Regions from separate parts of the Mus musculus genome. Here regions 1 and 2 are each linked to region 3. A link is a contact called in public promoter capture Hi-C and targeted proximity ligation data. All regions are on one chromosome and are shown on one strand. The core of a region is the stretch at or near the end of the contact, and the rest is flanking DNA. Distances in the headings are between cores, read along the strand shown.

What was found. Promoter capture Hi-C pulls out the DNA fragments that hold promoters and counts their contacts.
Region 1: a contact with region 3 is called in a targeted proximity ligation map of bone marrow-derived macrophages, with 6 times the contacts expected there. A contact is called at or near these places in 1 of 130 datasets of targeted methods (bone marrow-derived macrophages) and 1 of 9 other capture datasets (pancreatic islet).
Region 2: a promoter capture Hi-C map of erythroid cells shows a contact between it and region 3, with 7 times the contacts expected there. A contact is called at or near these places in 2 of 39 promoter capture datasets (the SN4741 cell line and erythroid cells), 1 of 484 Hi-C or Micro-C datasets (neural progenitor cells) and 1 of 130 datasets of targeted methods (extraembryonic endoderm stem cells).

What each region holds. Positions count from the first base shown.
Region 1 is chr19:5,508,368-5,512,184 of GRCm38.p6, reverse strand. It overlaps Snx32 (sorting nexin 32), which reads left to right and starts at 1,668. Exons shown (of 13, transcript NM_001024560.3): 1 at 1,668-1,852. The coding sequence starts at 1,814. It also overlaps the pseudogene Gm31166.
Region 2 is chr19:4,160,943-4,165,092 of GRCm38.p6, reverse strand. It overlaps Rps6kb2 (ribosomal protein S6 kinase, polypeptide 2), which reads left to right and starts at 1,710. Exons shown (of 15, transcript NM_021485.3): 1 at 1,710-1,925; 2 at 2,231-2,271; 3 at 2,370-2,490; 4 at 2,765-2,833; 5 at 3,878-4,025. The coding sequence starts at 1,848. It overlaps Carns1 (carnosine synthase 1), which reads left to right. Exons shown (of 10, transcript NM_134148.2): 10 at 1-769.
Region 3 is chr19:4,791,821-4,795,792 of GRCm38.p6, reverse strand. Rbm4 (RNA binding motif protein 4) reads left to right here and starts at 1,784. Exons shown (of 4, transcript NM_001290122.1): 1 at 1,784-1,977; 2 at 2,973-3,395. The coding sequence starts at 2,984. Gm21992 (predicted gene 21992) reads left to right here. Exons shown (of 3, transcript NR_157185.1): 2 at 1,784-1,977.

The DNA.
Region 1 (3,817 bases), core at 419-2,918, 720 kb before region 3:
AGTGCTCTTTCAGTTGCACCTCAGCCGACTCCAACTCCTCAATATTTGACTCCAGTAGATCTTCAGTGGATCTTGAATTTTTATCACCAGTTCTCAGCTTCTCTCCACTGGATCTAAATTTCTCTCTACTCAACTTTGCCTTCTCTCTGATGGACCCCCGCCTCTCTCCACTGTCTGACACCTTCTCTCTGATGGACCCCCGCCTCTCTCCACTGTCTGACACCTTCTCTCTGATGGACCCCCGCCTCTCTCTAGTGTCTGAAATCTTCTCTCTGATGGATCCTCGCCTCTCTCCACTGTCTGACATCTTCTCTCTGATGGATCCTCGCCTCTCTCCACTGTCTGACATCTTCTCTCTGATGGATCCCCGCCTCTCTCCACTGTCTGATACCTTCTCTCTGATGGACCCCCGCCTCTGTCTACTCTCTGTCGCCTTCTCTCTAATGGATCCCCGCTTCTCTTCACTGTCCGTCTTCTCTCTGATAGACCCCCGCCTCTCTCTACTGTCCATTTTCTCTACAACAGACCCCCGCCTCTCTCTACTGTCCATTTTCTCTACAACAGACCCCCGCCTCTCTCTACTGTCCATTTTCTCTACAACAGACCCCCGCCTCTCCCTACTGTCCATTTTTTCAGCAGAAGACCTCCGCTTCTCTCCCCTGCCTACCACCTTGTCTCCAATGGGTACCCGTTTTTTCAAGTTCTCTCCACTAGACTCCAGTTCCTCATTCGGCCTCAGCTGATCCCCTCTGGACCTCAAGTCCCCTCCAGTGGTCCTCAACCTGTCCCTAGATTTCAAGTTTTCCCCACGCTCTGCAGTCATCTCTGCACTCGTAGTTACACCAGCTTTGAGTCTATCCTCCAACTCTCTCCAAATCTCTGGGCTGTCATACTCCAAACTTGCTCGAGCCTGCACCGCCCTTCTTACACTGCTCAGGAGCTTCGCGACCACTGCCTCCTGTTGCAGGCCCGATTTCTCTCTTGAGAACTTCTTCCCGGTGCCCTCCAGCTTCCAGTCCTCAGATTCCAACTTTGGGTTAGACTTTTGCACGTTTCTGTCCAAGAGTTCCACTCTCTTCCCAATCACGATGAGTCCATTCCAGGGTACCCACACCTTCTCTTTCTCTCTCACTTGCGCCTTCTTGCAGTGTGACTTCGGTGGCGATTTCCTTTGGTCCCCCCGAAGAATATGGGCGCGGGGTATCCGGGCCTTATTGCGTCCCCGCGGCTCCTTAAGCTGCTTACTCCGTACTTTCTGGCCCGGGTGTGAAAACTGGAACGGAAGCGCTTTCTCCACAGACATTGCAGCCTGCCCTCGTCCCTAGACCCCCTGACCCACTCGAGTTCCCCATTCCTCCCTACCCAAACCTCCCTCCCAACCCTCGCCCCCCCTCCGGACTCCCCGCCCCGCCCACCGCCTGGTGGCGCCAAGCTGCCCTAGTGCGCATGTGCGCCTCTGCTCGTGCCCGTTAGAAGAAGGCGGGTCCCGGAACGGCCGGATTCGTAGGGGTCCACCTGCGGGACTGACACGTGACCTCTACCCTCAGGCCCTGGCCTATCCTGGTCCGGCTTTCTGGTGCCGCTTAAATGCCCACGTAAGATTGATAGGCCTCAAAGCCAATAGAGGCTCATGTGGTAAAACTGCTGTCTAATCAGAAGGAGCAGCTGTGGGCAATGGGACCCACCCAGGGAGGCCGCAGCTAGTGTCAATGTCAGCTGATAGCATCCCTACAAGGTTCCCTCACCCAAGCTCTTGGAACGCGCAGGCCGTGGCTTGTCGTAGGATTCCTGTATATCCCAGCTAAGGAGCACCATGGAGGAGCAACATCAGGAAGCTGGAAATGAGAGTAAGGTAAAGGAAGGAAATAAAACGTCTTCCTACTCCACCTCACTTCATCATACCATACCAAGCAGGGAGAGAGATCTGAGCACGGGAATGCGGCGCTTCTAAGGCCCCTGCATAGGGCCAGGTTGAGGATGCAAAGATAATCAGGATTTTTGTCCCAGCCTGCATAGATGGAATCCCGCCTCTGCCCCCTCCCCCAAATCAACTCAGTACTGTCGTGATGGGGGAGAACAAGGCAGTCTGCAAGCGACTGAGAAGGGTGAGAGAGTCCTGTTGAGTTTACAGGCTCACCTGTGTATTCGTGCCTATATATTTGTAAGACCATCCATCCATTCTTCGTTTATTCCTCTCAGCCTCAGTCAGCAGTTATTGGGGAGCTTCATTGTTTTGGATTGCATCAACTCTCACTTGAGGTAGGAGTGTAGTGAGCTGGGACAGAGATAGGGGATGGAGCTGCTGTGCTGTGTTCTGAAAGTCACATCTCTGTCAAGCAGAGTGGGTGAGAGTAGAGATAGACATCAAGAAGAAAACCAAGGACAAGGGGTCCTGCTGCAGCAAAGAGCTAGTCTGCCTGTGTTTGAAGGGGGGGAGTGAGGGCAGAAAGCCTGCCTTGGTAGTGTCACACAATCCAAGAAGTGGCATTTGGGATTCAAATGGAATTTGGAGGGCTGGCCATGGCTTTCTGTTTATACATGTTCATATAGAAATGTATATAAATAGCCAGGCATGGTGAGACACACCTTTAATCCTGGAATTTCAGCGGTAGAAGCAGAGGCAGAAACAGGAAGACCTTTATGAGTTCAAGGCCAGCTTGGTCTACATAGAGTGTTATAGGCAAGCCAGGGCTATATAGTGAGATCCTGTCTCAATAGTAAAAGGATGTATATATGTACATATGCCGTGTGTGTGTGTGTGTGTGTGTGTGTGTGTGTGTATGCTTAGAACATGTTTATAAAGTGATTAGAAGCCAGATATAATCCCAGCACTTATGAGGGTGGGGCAGGAGGATAACCACGAGTTTAAGGCCTGCTGGAACTACAGTGTGAGAGTTTGTCATAAATACATAAATTTATTTTTTAAAAGATTTATTTATTTTATGTTTATAAGTATACTGTAGCTGTACTTGTGGTTGTGAGGCATCATGTGGTTTCTGGGAATTGAACTCAGGACTTCTGCTCACTCTGGCCCCGCTTGCTCCGGCCTCACTCGCTCTGATCCAAAGATTTATTTATTATTATATGTAAGTGCACTGTAGCTGTCTTCAGACACACCTGAAGAGGGCATCAGTTCTCATTATGGATGGTTGTGAGCCACCATGGCGTTGCTGGGATTTGAACTCAGGACCTCTGGAAGAGCAGTCAGTGCTCTTAACCTCTGAGCCATCTCTCCAGCCCCATAAATTTATTTATTAGAACAATGCCTAATATATTATAAGGCCAAATATAAATATTACCTACTGGTATTGTTGTGGGTGCTATTCCTGAGTGGGTACTGAGAATGCGTTCTGAAAGTTGAATTATTAAACTGATGAATGTGCCCAGATTTGTACAGGCAATATTTTCTGAAAATTCTTTTTAATATTCATTCTCTAGATTAAATACTGCCTTCACAAAAGATCTTTCAATTTCAAAGGCAAAGCTGGAGAGATTGCCCAGTCCTTAGGTGCTCTTGCGACTCTTGTAAAGGACCTGAGTTTGGTTCTCAGCACCCAAATTAGGAATCTCTGAACTGCCTGTAGCTCCAGCTACTGGGGCTCTGATGCCAGGGCTATACAGAGAAATCCTGTCTCAGAAAAGAAGGAGTGGGGGGGGGGGGAGAGGAGGAGGAGGAGATGGTAATCCCCTGATCTGACTGTTTCTATTATATGCATATTCCAAATTATCATCACTGTACCTAAAAATATGTACAAATGTGTCAACTCAAAGAAACTAGAAAAGATATTTCTGGCCAGTGAGATGGCTCTTTGGGTCA
Region 2 (4,150 bases), core at 461-2,960, 630 kb after region 3:
ACCCCCAGGACTCCAGCCTTTAAAGAACTAACAAATAGCAGCTTCTTCACTGGCACATCAGTGCCCAGCCCAGATGGGGGTGGGTGAAACCCAGGCTCCTCCTCTCTTACCCCTCCACCGCCTAGGTCCAGCTCTTCCTGTCACCTACACAAGGAGAGAACCTTCACCAGCCCCTAGCCTTGGACAAAGGCCATGAAATGGGAGATTAGCACACTAGCCTTTATGCAAAACCCAGGACAGTTGTAGAGCCTGCTGAAAATGTCTGGCCGTGCTTCACTGTGTCTGTTGGCCTGAGCAGTAGAAGCAAATGTCTGTGCTCAGCACTAGGAGTAAACATTTCCCTTCATGCTTTCAGGCAGACCCTAGTGCCCCTATGTTACAGATGAGGAAGCAGGCTCAGAGAGAGAAAAAAAAAAAAAGACTGCCTCCAAGTTCCTATTATAGTGGATGTAGACAGAATGCCAAGGCCAACCTTCTCTGTTTACTGTTTTAAACGCTCAGTTAGCCTCCAGGTCCTCTCTCCTTTCTATCTTCATTTATAGGCAGCACTCAGACTCCTAAACACCTGCCTCCCATACACCACACACGATCTCTACCAGCTTTGTTGCTTTGGCCTCTGGCATTCCTAGCTAGCTTGGCCCTGGGACTTCTGTGTACACCTTTCCTCATTTTAGGGAGCTAGCTACTCTGAAAACACCTGTCTTTGCTCAGGAGCCGAGGACAGCTCCTGAAACCTGCCTACCTAAATAAAGACTTGTTAACTAGTGAAGTATCCGGAGTCCAGTGTTTTAGCTAGTGCTCCCCTCCCAGGTTCAGTAGGTGGGGAGCTGGGAAGTGGGAGGGAGAGGTAGAAAGCACCCCATTGGCTGGGCCCCAGGGTTGACCTTTGCTACGGGCTTACCTTATATCTACATGTATGTTTGAGATTTTTTTTTCTTGAATTATAATCCTAAATCATATTCAGGCAGTAATCCCTCTGCAGACCTGGATACCCCTAAATTTTGTTCATCTGAGTTCATATCCTATACCTCAGTGGGCATCCCGTGTGCAATGGAAAAGCTATCCAGACAGACTCCAATAGAAATGGACAGGCTTCGTTTGGGATCGAACCCCAGCAGTCACTTGCCATTTGTATGGCAAGTGATTTTACCCGCTGAACCATCTCGCCAGTTCTCATCCATCCTTTCAACTATATTCTATTAAAATATCTATTCTGAACTAGGCAGCTCAAATACTCGGTATGCATACATTAGCAAAAGTCCATATTTAGGTGTGTTGAGCCCTTCAGAAAGGGAGCCTTGAAACAAAGCCCAGGCAGTCGCCCAGAAAATGTCAGACCTGCAGGGTCTGTGAGCTTCAGGGAGGTTGTATGGAGTGTCCCTAATACAGCTTACTGTCCCCTAATACAACCGAACAGACACAAGTTTTCTTTCTGGGCAGCTCACAGCACTAAGAAGGGCTGAGGAGTTGCCACTTAAACGTTCATGCATCTGTAATTCTGCCCATTAAATCTTGAACTTGCTCCAGAGTCAAAATGGGAGCCTCTGTGCGCGCGGCTCGGGGCGAGAGCTGGCCCAGGAGAAACCGACAAGGAAGATGGTCTAGTAAAGCCTATTCTATTCATAAGGCTTGCAGGATGGGAGGTCCAGATGTCTGGAACTACGACTCCCGAGAGGCTTTCCGACAGGCGCCATCTTTTCTTCCCACTCGACTTGAGAGTGGGTGAAGCTATTGCGTCAACAGAGCGAGCGGCTGCTGTCGCGGAGAAATGACGTAGGCACAGCCCGGTGCTGTCAGTCAGAGTTCTGCCTGGTCCGGGCCAAGGGTCCCGCGGGACCGGCGGGGCCATGGCGGCCGTATTTGATTTAGACTTGGAGACCGAGGAAGGGAGCGAGGGCGAGGGCGAACCGGAGTTCAGCCCTGCGGTGAGTGTTTCTCTCCGGGCGCGACTGGACCCGGGAGCCCGGCTGGTTAACCAAAACCCTGGCGCTCCCAACTCTGAGTGGTTTGTGACCCCTACAAACCCAGATCCAGCCCCAACCCCAACCCCAGCCCCAGCCCCTGGACCCAATCTTTCCTTTTCTATCCTTGGTCTCTCCTTCCCAACCTTTCCCCATCCCTGCTCCTGTCTTCTATCCTTGGTCCTCTCCCCTGGGCCAAGCAGTTGAGCCTAGGTTGGGAGGAGGTATTCTGGCACCTCCCATGGTTCTTATTACTTGGTTTCTCACAGGACGTGTGTCCCCTTGGCGAATTAAGGGCTGCTGGCCTGGAGTGAGTGAGGGTCTTGCTTGGGGGGTGGGGGTATGGAGTAGGGGTCGGGACTTGGAGTACACTAGAGCCTTTCCCTCATTAACTTATTCTGTCTTTAGGACAGTGGGACACTATGAAGAAGTAGAGCTGACAGAGAGCAGCGTGAACCTGGGTCCTGAGCGCATCGGGCCCCACTGCTTTGAGCTACTGAGTGTACTGGGCAAGGGGGGCTATGGCAAGGTACTAACATCCCTCTCTCCCTGGCGACCTCAGCTCTAGCCTGAGACAGCATACTATCCTTCACACCCAATAGGCTTGTAAATGTACGGAGTCTCTGATGGAATTCAGAGCTGGAGACCTGGGGGAAGGAAGGGCATATCCTTTCAAAATCTGATGGAGATCTTTACTGTTCCACCCTTAAGCTGAGTTTAGACCTTTTGGTCCCTTTAGGGTGGGGCAACCTTGAAGGTGGGGTGTGGTCAGAGAAGTTAATCCTGTCTCCCCTGCCCTACAGGTGTTCCAGGTGAGAAAAGTGCAAGGCACCAACTTGGGAAAAATATATGCCATGAAGGTCTTAAGGAAGGTGAGTCACTCGCTTAGCCAGCAGAGACAGAGTAGCTGCCATCCCCATCAGCCTGTGCCAGGTCTCGGGAAGACAGCCGGAAACATGATAAAGACAGTCCTTATCTTGACACTTGCTGACTTAGCATCTATTGTCATACATACGATTTTGGAGTAATTCTTGGATGGAAGAAGCTGGCCTGCTAGGGCACATATGGCAAGCTTTGATTGTCAGGACTCATGAGGACAGGCAGTACTGTTGGCATTCTGTGAATAGAAGCCCAGGATGCAGCGCAACAGGAACCCACGACAAAGAATTGTGTGGCTCAGTGTGTCAGCAGGGTCAAGTTGAGCTGAACTTGGTAGGATACTGTGTAGTCTCAGGACTTGAATGGGTAAAGCCGGAGGATCTGAGTGGTGGTAGGCCAGCACACCAGGGGCTACATAATGATACCTTGTCTCAAAGAACACAAGAAAGTATCAAGGGTGAGAGACTGAGAGGATAAACCGGTTCCGGAAAAGTTTACTGTTTTTAAGTCACTTCCTCTCAGGAGACAAGGTCTCACTGAAGCTGGGCTGGAGACCCAGTGGTGCTTCTGTGCCCCTCCCACAGGGCACAGGCACGCACAGCCATCGTTGGCTTTTTATATTGCTACTGAAGATTTGAACTCAGATCTTTATGCTTTCATAGTTCACACTTTGAACCTCTGAGTCCAGTGCCCAGTCCTCCCATTGTCTTTGTCATGATCAGATCTTGTGGAGGGCAGACTGGAGAAGCTTCTAGAAAGGGGGCTCTTTGTGATACTGTTCCACCCTTGGTACCCCGACTCTATGGGTTGGTTACTGTCAGGATGATATCACTGCACAGACCTAGCATCTAGACACTTACATACCCAAGTTGTTTCAATGTTTATTTGAAACAAGAGACGTGTACTGGAACACTGGCTCCTCCTCAGTATAGTTGACTCTTGAGGTTGCGCATTCTATTGAGGTGGCAGTCAATCCGCAGAGCAGAAAGGCAAGCACTCTGGATGCCTCCCCTTCTAACAGACTCCTGCATCTCTAGGCCAAGATTGTATGCAGTGCCAAGGACACAGCCCATACCCGGGCTGAGAGGAACATTCTAGAATCTGTGAAGCATCCCTTCATTGTAGAACTGGCCTATGCTTTCCAGACAGGTGGCAAACTCTACCTCATCCTGGAGTGCCTCAGTGGTAGGTGTGTGGGCTAAGCCGAGCAGGGTGTGGCAGGGAGCCAGCCCAGGAACACTGGGTGGGGACTTAGGGACTCTTGAGAGGTATCATGGAGGATGGCTAGGAGGCTCACATACCATGCCTGG
Region 3 (3,972 bases), core at 535-3,034:
TTCTGAATAGGTAGAGACAATAAAGCCAGTCTATCTGGAGGGCTGGTAATAACTAAGGAGACTGGATGGGTAGGTTTGTTAGACCACGAAGCTTGGATCCCCGTCCCCGGTTTTTCCTTTAGACCAAGTCACACTATATAGGCCTGGCAAGCTTGGGACTTGCTGTATAGACCGTCTGGCATTTAACTCCAGCGGTGGTATTGTCTGGAGACTATTTCCACTTGGGGATTGGTCACAGGGTGAGGGCTGTCTGTCTGTCTGCACACTGTGGGGATAGTGGTTCCCTTGGCTTGTTAGCAGGCTCTTCCCCTTCAGACCGGGAGCCAGTCCAGTTTAGTGGAGTGAATTGGTCTTGTTTGCTACTGTAACCCCAACCTCCAGGAATTTTGGCATAAGAAAGATGATTAAACTGAGAGAAAATGATTTCTATACCCTATGCATTTCTGGGTGCATATTGAGATGTGGCTGTGCATTTTAGATCCCCTCTGAAAGGGCCTGTGCAGGACAGCAGAACTTGTATTACAGATCTCAGGTGGCTTTTACTCAGTCTCAGGTGCTGCAGAATGAAGCCATGGCCATATTTAATGTCATATTGTTACTTTTTAAGGGGCCTATTTCCTAGCCTTAAATTATAGACTAATTTTCTGCTATAGAATCCAGTAGCTTATTTTCTGTCTCTGCCTTTTGTTTGACTTTTTCTTTCTTTTGTGGCAGTTTTGGGAGGTAGTATGCTCTATTTGTTATTTTACTCCCAATCATCCTGTTCTCATGAAGTTCCCCCTGCTTTCTGCCTGTTCACCTTTAAGTTCTCCATTCAGCACCTTTCCCGGTTATCTCCATCTTAAGAAGCTGCGTTGCAGAGGGTCATGACTAAAGTTGCTTGCTCAATGAGTATGGGATTATGTGAAGCAGCCAGTGGGTGAGAAAAATGTGATGAGGGAATTTGGACCCTGTGAAGAATGTTCGTTTGTACTTGTTTACAGCTGATTGTCACAAGCCTTTTTTCCAAGGTCAGTTTTAGGGAATTTAAACTTAGTTTTGGCTAATGGAGCCCAATAAAACCAAACAAAATCAAAAATTGCTGTTCCCGTTTTTTGTTTTGTTTTTTGTTTCTTCTCTTGGCGGGGTGAAGTTGGGGTGGGATGGGGTGTCGATTTTCAATCTCTGTTTTTCACACCTTTTGGGGAGGTGGGAGGCTGTTTCCTAAAGGGAACCTTAACCCCTGTGTCTCCTACGTCTCTGACCACCCTATTGTCTGGGCCATTGAACTGTTATCGAAGCTGGATCCACTGACTGTTTTAGAGTTTTAAAATTACATAAAGATACTTATAATTTTGGTAACTTGAGACTCAGAAGGACTACATTGGAAAGTGGGGGTTGCTTTTTAAGTAGGGGCGGGAGCTTGGCTATCGCCGGGAGGTCTGGGTAGGTTGACTGATGCAATATCCACGTTGCGGGGCGTGGTGACGCTCAGCTAGGGACCGGTGCGGAATTGTGGTGACAGAACTTGAATTTTGTCAGGATGTGCACGTGTAAGTGACAAAATGTGAAAGCTTAACAAAGTTGGGAGCCACGAAGCTACAGGTTGCCCCACTGACGCACGGCACCTTGTTCATTCTGCCTAATGGCTGGCCGCGCTTTGAAGAATTCCGCGTTTCTAGCTCCACCTTCAGATGGACCTCTTGCCCAATCAGTGGCTTCAGTTTCACTAGGCTGGGTGCTCATTGGCTTTCATATAAAAGGTCCAGGTTACTGACGTTTCCACCTCTTCCTGGCCTCTCAGGTAATTGGCGTTCCGGGTAACCAATCAGGAAGAGGATCTCCGGGAACGCCAGCCTTTTACTTTACCGAACGGCCAATCCGGTGGGTAGGTTCACCCCTCTTTCTACCCAGAGTCACTGCTGTGGCCGCCGCCATTTTAGCGTTTTGTCAGAACCGTCCGCGCTGCAAGGAGGAGGACCTGCAGGTATCCATGCGGTGAGATACTCCACGTTCTTCCACTGTGTTCTTTTCTCTGTTAAAAAAACTTACCTGACTCCGGTGGGTGTCAGGGTTGGCATAGTGGGGTTGCGGTCTGCGCACCCGTCCCTGAGAGCCGACATCGGTCCTCGACTTAGTGCGGTAAGCCTGAAACAACCTTCCTCCAAGTCCTCGTTCTCTACTCCCGGAATAGCTTTCTTTTGTCCACCTTACCCTCTGCTTTGCTCAATCTTCTTTGGGGTTTCCACCTAGATAAATCTTAGATTTAGGCTGGAGAATCTGTCATGCCCTGGGCATTGTTGGCTTCCTCACCAAACTGTAGCACCAGTCTTTGACCAGTTCTTCTGTAGGAGCCTGTAATGACATGCCCCACCCCCACCCCCACCCCAGAGGACTCCTCCTACTCGGGCATTTTCTATATTTCCCTGCTTTTTATCTGGTTGATCCCGGAACTCACTACTCCGAGTGAAATTCCCACTTTTCCGGAAATGGTTGCTAAGAGAGGAAGAGCTAATTTGAAGTAATTATAATTAGCAAGTCTAGTAGTTAGAATCTTGTTTTCAAATGTCAAAGTGAGTAGCTCTCAGTACCTGTAGCATTTTTTTTATTTATGCTGAAAACTTAGAGCGTTATTCCTTTGTCTGGGGCAGGGGAAGTGTAACTCAGTGGCGGAATACTTGCCTATAATGTACCGTGCTGTAGGTTGGAGCCACACCGCAAAATCCCCTTTGTCTACAAAAGTCTGCCTTGTTACATTTTTCCTCTTTATAGAACTTCTTGTGAGAAATAGAAGCAGGCTCTTGTTGAACTCCACATTTGTTACTGATTGGAGATGTAAGAGCATGCCTGTAGGAGAAAACTTTTGGGACTATGTGCTAAAGTGAAAGGAGATGATGGGAGCCATTTATTTATTTGATTTTTTTTTTCCCTTTTTTTAACAGTTGCTATGGACTTGAGGTCTTCTCCTAAAAATCTTGTTTCTCTACTTGCAGGCTGTGTGGAGATGGTGAAGCTGTTCATTGGAAATCTGCCCCGGGAGGCCACAGAGCAGGAGATCCGCTCACTCTTCGAGCAGTACGGGAAGGTGCTGGAATGTGACATCATTAAGAATTATGGCTTTGTGCACATAGAGGACAAGACGGCCGCTGAGGATGCCATACGCAACCTGCACCACTACAAGCTGCACGGAGTGAACATCAATGTGGAAGCCAGCAAGAATAAGAGCAAAGCTTCAACCAAGTTACACGTGGGCAACATCAGCCCCACTTGTACCAACCAAGAGCTTCGGGCCAAGTTTGAGGAGTACGGCCCAGTCATCGAATGTGACATCGTGAAAGATTATGCCTTTGTACACATGGAGCGGGCAGAGGATGCGGTGGAGGCCATCAGGGGCCTCGACAACACAGAGTTTCAAGGTGAATCACTCTTTTGGAGTGCTCAGTACAAGGCTGTTAGGAATGAATTGGTTGAGAAAAGGAAGGCATTGGGATGGAAGGATTTTGCTGGCTGATGAAGGATCAGTGATACACTTGAACAAAAGCTTTTGTGTGTGTGTGTGTGTGTGTGTGTGTGTGTTTTCATGTTCTCTCCTACCATGTGGGTCCCGTGGATGGAACTCAGGTAGTTAGGTGACAAGGGCTTCTTTTACTTGTGGAATAGTCCACTGACCCTCTTTTTTGTGAAGCTTTCAGAAACAATGCAAAATATGTGCAATAAATTTCATAAAATGGAGAATGATGGTCTAGAGGGGGGAAAAGAGCTTGGCTTTTATGTTGAGCCCTTTAAGGCTTTGAGCCTGTTTTGAAGTCCTTTCTCTGAAGACTTCACCTGCTGGGCCCCAGCCCCCAGCCCCCACCGTCGCCCATTGCAAAGTGCTTGCCTCTGGCTTTTATTGGCTCAGCACAGCACAGGATCACTGTTGTGTTGCACTTGATAGAGGGAGATCAGAAGAAAAGGACACTTATAGGGACAGAATTCTGGGTTGAACTTACC